2 separate regions of the Anas platyrhynchos genome follow, and region 2 is linked to region 1. A link is a contact called in public Hi-C data. All regions are on one chromosome and are shown on one strand. The core of a region is the stretch at or near the end of the contact, and the rest is flanking DNA. Distances in the headings are between cores, read along the strand shown.

Evidence for each region. Hi-C and Micro-C count contacts between places; a contact is called where the count stands out from the background.
Region 2: a Hi-C map of skeletal muscle shows a contact between it and region 1, with 1.6 times the contacts expected there. The contact joins two enhancer-like sites.

What each region holds. Positions count from the first base shown.
Region 1 is chr25:6,448,106-6,452,337 of IASCAAS_PekinDuck_T2T, forward strand. The region is part of intron 5 of NECTIN1 (nectin cell adhesion molecule 1); the gene reads right to left. Among named protein-coding and RNA genes, the nearest start is that of NECTIN1, 61 kb to the right of the region's middle. Within about 2 kb of position 2,451, at least 2 of the 8 cell types and tissues checked have an H3K27ac peak or open chromatin away from gene starts, as enhancers often do.
Region 2 is chr25:6,523,034-6,527,265 of IASCAAS_PekinDuck_T2T, forward strand. No RefSeq gene overlaps it. Among named protein-coding and RNA genes, the nearest start is that of NECTIN1, 14 kb to the left of the region's middle. Within about 2 kb of position 2,383, at least 3 of the 8 cell types and tissues checked have an H3K27ac peak or open chromatin away from gene starts, as enhancers often do.

The sequences.
Region 1 (4,232 bases), core at 1,201-3,700:
AAGACAAAGGGATGGAGCTGTCCACACACGCCGTGCCCGCGGGGTGAAATAGTGCAGCTGCAGAGCGCACCAGTAAATAAAAACAGGGGAACAATGAAGGCTTTGGAGAACCAGCTCACAGGAGAGAGAGAGAGATGTTCCCAAAGGGAACTCAAAGTGAGGCGAAGACGGGTGAACTGGAAAGCTTCCAGAGGAGGGCACGCCGGAGCAGAGGAAATGACTCACATGCCCTCGGTGCGGGGGGAGCGATGTGGAGGACTTCACGGGAGGAGCAGAAAGGAGAGGTGGTGTCTGCCACGCTTTTGGGGGTAGTCTCCTCTTAAAGATGCTTCAGTGGCTGGGTTGGTTGCATCGTGAAGCACCTGGATGGTCTTGGGGTCCTGACAGCAGGACCCATCACATCCCCACCGAGGGTCTGTGCTGCCCTGGGGCTGGCTCGTAATATCATCTTGTAATGTCCCTGTGCACAGGGATGTCCCAGGGCACAGAATGGGTCCTGCATGCCCTGCTGGCATGAACAGGGTGGGATGGAGGTGCTGCTGGGCAGAAAGGCTTTATTTATGAGGATTCTGTCCCATATTTTCTGTCCTGGCCATCTCCCATGGGGCCAGCTGAGAGCGAGCCCGAGCCCCATCGAGCTGCTGGTGCTCAGCCTTCATCCCCCAGGAAACCTGAGGCTGGGTCATTCCCCAGCCCCAGCTCACTGCAGCTCACACTCTTCTGCCTCTGCCTCCTCCTAACTTCAGCCTGATCCTTCAGTGCTTCACAGAAAGCAGCACAGCAACTCGCAGCACTTCTAATAAACCATTTGCTGAAAGGTCTGCCCGCATCTGTAACCAGCTGCGAAGAAGGGTTCCGTTTCTGCTTATCCCCTCCCCACACAAAACAAATCCCCGTCTATTTCATGGCTGGCTAGCCAAGGCACTCAGCAACGTGCAGCTTTGCTCGCAGACACATTGCAAATCAATGGGAGGGAGTCGTGATTCTTCTCCTTTCATTAGGCTGGCAGCTAGCAGAGCCTCAAAGCTGCCAGCCTTGCTAGAGTTAACGCAGCCTCAGCACGAAATTGCACCCCTGTTTGGGCACACAGAGCCCGTGTGGCTAAAGCAGGCTGTCCCAGTACAGCGCCAGCTCCCAGTAAGCCTGTCTGTGCCCTGGATTGCTGTCCTGATCCAGTGGAAGGGCTGAGCCCTTTTGCTGGACTCCTCCTGCCCGCTGAACCTCCGAGTAACACGATGAGATCAGACGATGCATATTTATAATGCACCCCACCTGACACATTCCAGGGAGCCTGAGACGCAGCGAGTTTGCCGAGCTAAATTAAACCGAGCTGAAAAGCTTGGCAGAGCAAATACGTCCCCGGTTAGGTTTTAAAGACGAGCAGGATTGTCTAATTCGAGACGCGCCGCAGTAGCGCGCACACCCCCGGGCACAAGCTGCTTGGGAGCCTCGTGGCACCTCGTGTCTGCAAAGGGTTAAAGACACTTAAATAAAGGCTGCTCCCAGGGGATGTGGGCACAGGGCTGATGGTGGGATAAGCAGCGGTCCCTGGAGGTTTTAAAGGGATCTTAAGTCCGAGGGAGGTGGGTTTCTCAGGGGCAGCCCCATTCACCGAGTAGCTTAAGTGAAGCCCTCGCAGGGACAGTTACCGGGTGCTCATCTGGTGACCTAAGCTGGGAGAAACTGGGGGAGGCAGGCCTCAGCCTGGGGAAAAGAGGAGCATTTTGGCTAGCCGAGGTTGCTAGCAGGGATTTCGGAGCAGGAGGAGCCTCATGGCTTCACCTGGTGGCAAAGGCATTGCAGGAGCAGAGCGGATCCAGCAGCCCTCCCCAACCCTGCCCAGAGACTCAGCCAGCCACAGAAGGAGCTCAGGACCTCTCTGGTTGCAGGAGAAGATTTTTCTGGTTTTATATCCCCCGAGGAGCTGGAGGTGCACCCAGACCCCTCTGCGAGTGACCTGGTGCATCCCCCCCCCCCCCAAATTGCTCTGCTGGGAACCGAGGGGCTGGGTATCCCGAGAGCATGCAGGGACACGGGTACCCCGCTGTCTGGGCACTCATCGTGACATCCCTTTAAGATCCCTGCCCGTTTTGTTCCCCTCTGTAATTTTTACAAGCCCGACCAGTAATTAAAACCTCTGCAAGCCACTCGTTCGTCTCAGATGTGGTCTGGGGAGACCCTGGCAGAGCGGTGGCCGAGCCAGCCCTCCGCGGGGAGCCGCTTGGAGCAGCGCGCCCAGCTGCAAGCAGACACAGGGACGAGCTGGGTTTTATCAGGGATTTCACACACATTCCTGCACAGGCAATCTCTTTGCCATGCACCGCGGGTGGGGGCAGCTCAGCCCCGTCCCATAACCACCAGCTCCCTCCCTTTCCCCTCCTGCATGGGAAGCGCAGAGCCAGCCCTGGTTAAGTAGCTGCTGGCTGCAAAAGCATGTCTGGAATGCGGCTTTAACCCCTGCTGACCTTCCCTCGCATGCCTCCCGAGCCTCCTCCTAGCCACTAGCAGGGAGGATGTTGGATTAGAGCAGGGGGAGCAGCCCATTAACCCCCTGGGATCCAGCAGAGGTAGGGCGAGTTGTGCTGGGAGATGCCCCGCAGGTTCCTCTGGCCGCGCTGGCTTCTCTCCTGCTTCTGGAGCAAAGCGTGGCAGCTGTCAAACAGCACCTGGAAACGCGCCCTGACAGCTCAGGAAGGAAGCTCTTCGCTTTGTGGGAGGACAGAGCTCAGCACGAAGAGCCAGGAGACCAGAGGATGCGACAGCAGCCGCGTGTTTGCAGCAGAGGCAGCGCCCTTCTGCACGCACACTGCACCCCAGCCAGGATCTGTCCCCGTTACCTCCAGGCTCTGTGATGTCCCTGGCTCTCGGTGGCACTTGGTGGCTCTAGCAAAGAGGGGGACCTTATTTCTGCTGTCTCCAGCTCTGCCCTCTCTGCAGCCAACACCACGGACTGCCCGGCTTCCCAGGGTGTCTCGGTGCAGTTAGGTGGAGAGCACCCAGGCTGGGCTGGGGGCTGATGAGCCCCGGGTTATCTGATGTTTCCTCTGCCTCCCAAGCCTTAATTTTAGTTCTGCTTCATTTCCTTGCAGCTCGGCAGAGTAATGAACAATCAAATCCCTTTTGTAATTTATTTCTCCTGCTGTACAGTCTCGAGGAGGTGATGGCACTCGAAATTGCCTCTCCTGGAGGAAGGAAGGGGCCGGATCCCAACTCCCCTTACACCACAGCATCTCCCTGGACCTCGGCAGCCAGCCCCAGCTGCCCAGAGAGCAGCAGGTCTCAAATCCGTGTTTAGCCAGAGCTACAGCCTCGCTTCCTTGATGAGCCCATTAAGGTCGTGCTATTACAAGCAGCCACCAGATGAATCGTGTCAGATCGACGGCACAGGGACTGCAGCTCAGGCTCTGTGTTAATAGAGTTAATTTGCTCAGCAATCTTCAGCATCACTCCTGGGAAACATCTCACTCTGCTCGGCCACGGGTCCTGGGCCACTTTTACCTGGTTTTGCCCGCAGGGTGCTTGCACCCCAGGACTGGTGAACCCTGGATGTCCCCAAGGGATGAGCTCAGCTCCCTGCTGGCATCAGCTGGAGGCTGCTTGGGGCTGGGTGCGGGCACAAGGTGTGCGTGACACGAGGGGGAACTGCTCTGCGTCCCTGTCACACGGCCAAAAACAAAGAATTGTGCAAATGGAAAGGGGAGCAGGGCCACAGCTCTCACAAGAGGCAGCCCAGGCATTGTTTTCTCGGCCTTTTTCCTGCTTTTCTGTCTCCTTCTCACCGGAAGGAAAGACTCCTAACAAAGGATGCCTCCCAGCTTCCCAAACGTCTCGCAAGCAGTCTCTGCCTTAGCATGCAACCACCAATATTTATCCACGTCACCTTCTCCAGCTGGGCGTGTGCTGGCTTCCCCCACCTCCAGTACAGATCAAACAGAAATGCTGCAAGAAGAAGGACCCGTGAGTACGAATGAGAAGCTGTGAAGCTGTTGATACAAAAGCTAAGGTCACCCTGGGGAATGCAACAGGGGGAAAAAAAATTTGCAGTGCTGCATAGGCACTTTACCAGATGGAGATGGTCAAGAGGGCAGTGATCATTCAGAAAAGGCAGAAGATTTGAATAACTGTTCATGATCTGTCTCGGGAGAGAAACGGAAATTTGTTCGTGGCTTTTGAGATGACAAAACAATTTCTGCATGTTAGGAGATGGCAGAACCAAGCAATTGCTGGGCAGC
Region 2 (4,232 bases), core at 1,133-3,632, 75 kb after region 1:
ATGTGCAGAGCTCGGTTGTGAGAAATGGAGAAGGAGCCGCTGAGGGTTCCCGTCCCCGTGATTTATCTCGTGGGGCAGCAGCTGCGGCGCGAGGCCAGATTCATCACTCCCTTTGGGATGGACGGACACAGCTCCCAGCAGGACCACAGCAGGTCCCCCAGGCCGGGCAGGCTGAGCCTGGCAGATGAGGAGAGCAGAGCCAAAAAGAGAGTGGAGTGGTGAGACAGGGACGTGCTCCTGGATGTCTACAGCTGGGACCTGGTGAGCTTAGGACAGGACAAGCTCACTTGGGAGCAGGACAACAAGGCCATGATGTGGCACTTGCAGGGCATCCCCACTATTCACAGGAATATTTTTGTCCTCGTAGCAAGTTCCTACAAGGTTTCACACCTGTTTTTGCCCTTGGCTTGTATGGGAACAGCACCTCTGCTGTCCATGTCCCCATGGCAGGGCAGCGGTGAGGCTTGGTGGTGAGATGTTCGGATAAATCGCAGGCTTTAGGGAATAAAAGTCCCTTGCGTTGGCATCCATCTGATGGGAGGAGAAAGGGAGAGCCCTGTGGTGTAGCAGCGTTATTTCTTGGAGAGCCAGGCTGAGCACAGAGGACTGGCTCACCCCGCACAACCCGTCCCAGTGCCACTGGTTCCCACACCGCTGTCGGTGGGGCAGCCCCGTGCCAGCAGGGACAGCGCAGGCTGGGGGATCTGCACGTGCCCACATCTTGGCTGGGAGCAGGAGAAAATGCCCCCGAGGGGGTGTCAGACACAGTTACAGCGACACATGATATTTATAACAAAGTGTGGGGGAAGGTGTCACATCGCATTATGCTGATGCTCCGGCACCAGAGACGCGGGGACAGCGCGGCGGAGTGGGACGTGGTGAGGGCCAGCAGGGAGGAAGACGGCTTCGCTCTGCGAGTGCTGGTTCTTCTCTGGAATGGTAGAAAAAAAAAAAAAAAGAAATAAATCCAGAAATCTTAGTCCTTAAACACTGGTCTATTTTTTATTTTGTGCGTCCGCATTTCCCACTTGCTTTTGCATCAGAGCACGAAGGCCAGCCGAGGAGCTCGACCTTGCTGGTGGAGCTTCCCTTCCAAGCTGACATTAGGTGCTGTAATCTTTGGAATAACTTTTCAATAACAGCCTGGCTTCCTCCAAAATTGTCACTGCAAGCAGCTGGGGTTGCACAACTCCCTCCCTGAGGAGCGAGGCTCTCAAAGTGTCGAGCCCTTCTGAATTCCTGCTGTCAGTGCGCCCAGAAGCAGAAAGCCGAAGCCGAGGTCCTGGAGCTGCATTTTCCCTGTGCTGCAGGGGGAAACCTGCCTCCTAGTGCCAAAATATCTGCCCAGGTCAGAAGGAGAGCAGTGGGAGCTCAGCACCCGCAGGGACTGATGCTCTTCTCAGGGTGGCAGGGGGACACAACAGCCATATGAGCACAGAAAGCAGCCGGGTCCCTGTGCACCGCCTCTGTACGTGGGTGCTACATCCACGCATCCTGCCCTGGAGAGGTTTATGCCAGCACCTGAATGCAGACATCACATCCACGTGGCGTGATGGGCTGGGGAGGGATGATGGGCTGGGGAGGGATGGCATGTGCGTGGCTGGAAGGCATCGCAGCTCCTCGCAGCCCCATCTGCAGGTCCCCAACACGCCCCGTGTGAGCCGAGCAGTGGGTCAGGATGGCCCCGGGTGCCCGTGTGGGTCCCCAGCTGAAGGTGCCTGCTTCTCAGGGTGCCTTCTGTGGCACACATGTCCCCTCTGTCTGCTCCCTGTGTGCCCCCCAGGCTCCCACCCACCCCGTCCCCATGGCCGTGCCCGGAGTGTGGCCGCTGCTCCCGCACCGCACAGGCAGCTTGGAAGAAGCCGTCCTTGTCCCGCAGAGCCGGTGACTCAGGCAGCCTGGCATTTACCCAGGATTTATTTGGACACTCCAGAGCCAGCTGCGCAATTCATTCATTTATTTATTTATATATTTTTTTGGGGTCTGATTTCATGCCCTTTTGGTGATCGCTTCTAGCCCTGGTTGTACGGGACCAACCCTCGCTGCTGTCTGGGGAGGGAGAGCCATGCAGCATCCTCCAGATGCTGGCAGACCAAAAAGGAAGCAAGCAGAAAAAAAAAAAAAAAAAAAGAAAAAGAATAGCAAAGCTCGTGCATTATCTGCAGCATGTTCTTTGTACAGCTCTCTTTGACTTTTTAGGGAAAGATTTATTTTCCTCTTCTCCATGACAGCAGGGTTTGCCGTGTTCCTGTGAGCCTGGAACAGCCCAGATTAACTGTGCATCGTCAGTGTCTGATTAGCTCTGTTTGCTGTGTTGTTATTGACCTATGCGAGGGAGAAACTAGGTCAAGCCCAGCTGATGAGGCTCGAGCTGGCTCGGCGGTACAAACGAGGCCATCCGCTCGCTGAGCCATCAAATCCCGCTCCGGGGCGGGTCGCCTCTGAAGTGTCCAGGGGACATCATTAGGAACTTTCCCGAGCTGCCTGTCAGAAGTCAAGCGTGGTTCGGAGGTAGAAGGCGGGCGGATTATTTCAGAGGCTTCTCCTTGTTTGTGTGGCGAGGAGCGTTTTATCAGCAAGCGGGTGAAGCGCAGGCGCTGGGGTGGCTGCAAATAGAAATGTCTGTGCCTGTCCACGACTCTGAGGATGGGGTGAAGATTTTTTACAGGAGCAGGAGGAGAGGGGAGAAACCTGTCACCAGCTACCTGGCAGACTTTGTTGACGGAAGGGGAATGGCTTTTGCCACGCAGAGGGAAGGGCTGCACAAAAGCTGGTGGTTTGGGTCTGTGGGGTGGGCTCAGCCGTGATTTCAGTGCACAGGGACAGCTCTCAGCATCTTCCAAACTTTTTGGGGACCTCCCATAAGCGTCAGGCCACAAATACCTCATTCTTCATCCCAGAGAATATCTGCAGCCCCTTGCCATGGAGGGGATTTCAGGTGGTGCAATCCGCAGGGCAGTTTTGGGGTGTCCAAAACCCGCTGCTGTGAGCCATCCACTGTCATCTGCACAGCTGTGCACCAGCTCTGTACCACGGGTGTCAAACGTACAGGAAATCCTATTCCCCCGGGGAAAACAGGGCTGGGAAAACGAGGGGAATGTCAGCTTCTGTGCAGAAAGGCAGAGCTGATGAAGCCTGGCTGCTAAGAGCCTGCTGGAGCTGCAAGGTATCCGCCACTGAGCCCCAGTGTCCGTGACGGAGAGGGAAGAGGAGCCACGGAGACCCCAGCTGGTGGAGGGCTGGGGAGGATTTCTGCTGATTTCTGCTCCTGTGTGGCTGCAGGCAGAAGTGAAGGTCTGGTTGGTGGTTAGACAAGCGCTTGGATGCCCAGGGTCCCTGGATGCTGCCCGCAGACCTGTTGGCACAACAGCATCTCCTGTAATGTGCGCTCCTGGGTTTTGCCACACGTCTGAGAGGAGGAGCAGGCTGCAGCAGCAGGGGAGCAGGGCTCCTGGCTTCGTTTCCCATTAAGTGATGTGTTCCTACTTCTGGGCGATTTCCAAAGCGTTCCCAGCAGGCATTCCTCAGCTTCTCCATCACCTGCCCCTCCTCTCCCGACTTCACCTTCTCTCCAGCTGAACTTCTGGCTAAGCTGCGAGATCAGGAAGCCGAGGAAAGAAGGAAAATCAGAAACGGGAGCGAGCGCACAAGTCGTAAGCCAGGCTCACGACAGGGCACAGCTCCATGCAGCTCGAAGCACGGCTTCGTTTGTGCCTGGGTGTGTTGGAACATCTCCATCCTCGGGAGCTAATTTAGGACGTCCTCTGCTCTCTGCCTAGGGAGAAAACAGCTTCTGTGCAGAAGGCACTTGTCTGTGACAGATCTCTTGTAAACAGCGTGATAGCTCCATGTCAGACATGCCGAAGACATCTTTATCAGGTGCTTCGCCAAAGCCCCTGGGGGAAGCTGCGGGACAGACCTCGGTCAGCAGAGATTTCCAGGCACAGGCTGCTGCAGATTCAGAGCCAGGCTGCACGGAGCCCGGGATAAGCAGGGGCTGGGGCAGGCTGCTGGCTGGTAATAAAAAGGCAGCGTGTGTCACACCGCCCTGCTGCACAGCCCCAGCTGCCTCTCCGCAGAGGAACTTTGCTGAGATATTGTAGGCAGGGGCACTGAAGATGAGATTATATCAAAAATGAGGCAGGTCAGAAGAACAGGCTGGGTAGAGGATTTCCAGCTCGGGGGGAAGGTCAAAGCTTTTTTTTTATTTTATTTTTTTTTCCAGAATGAAA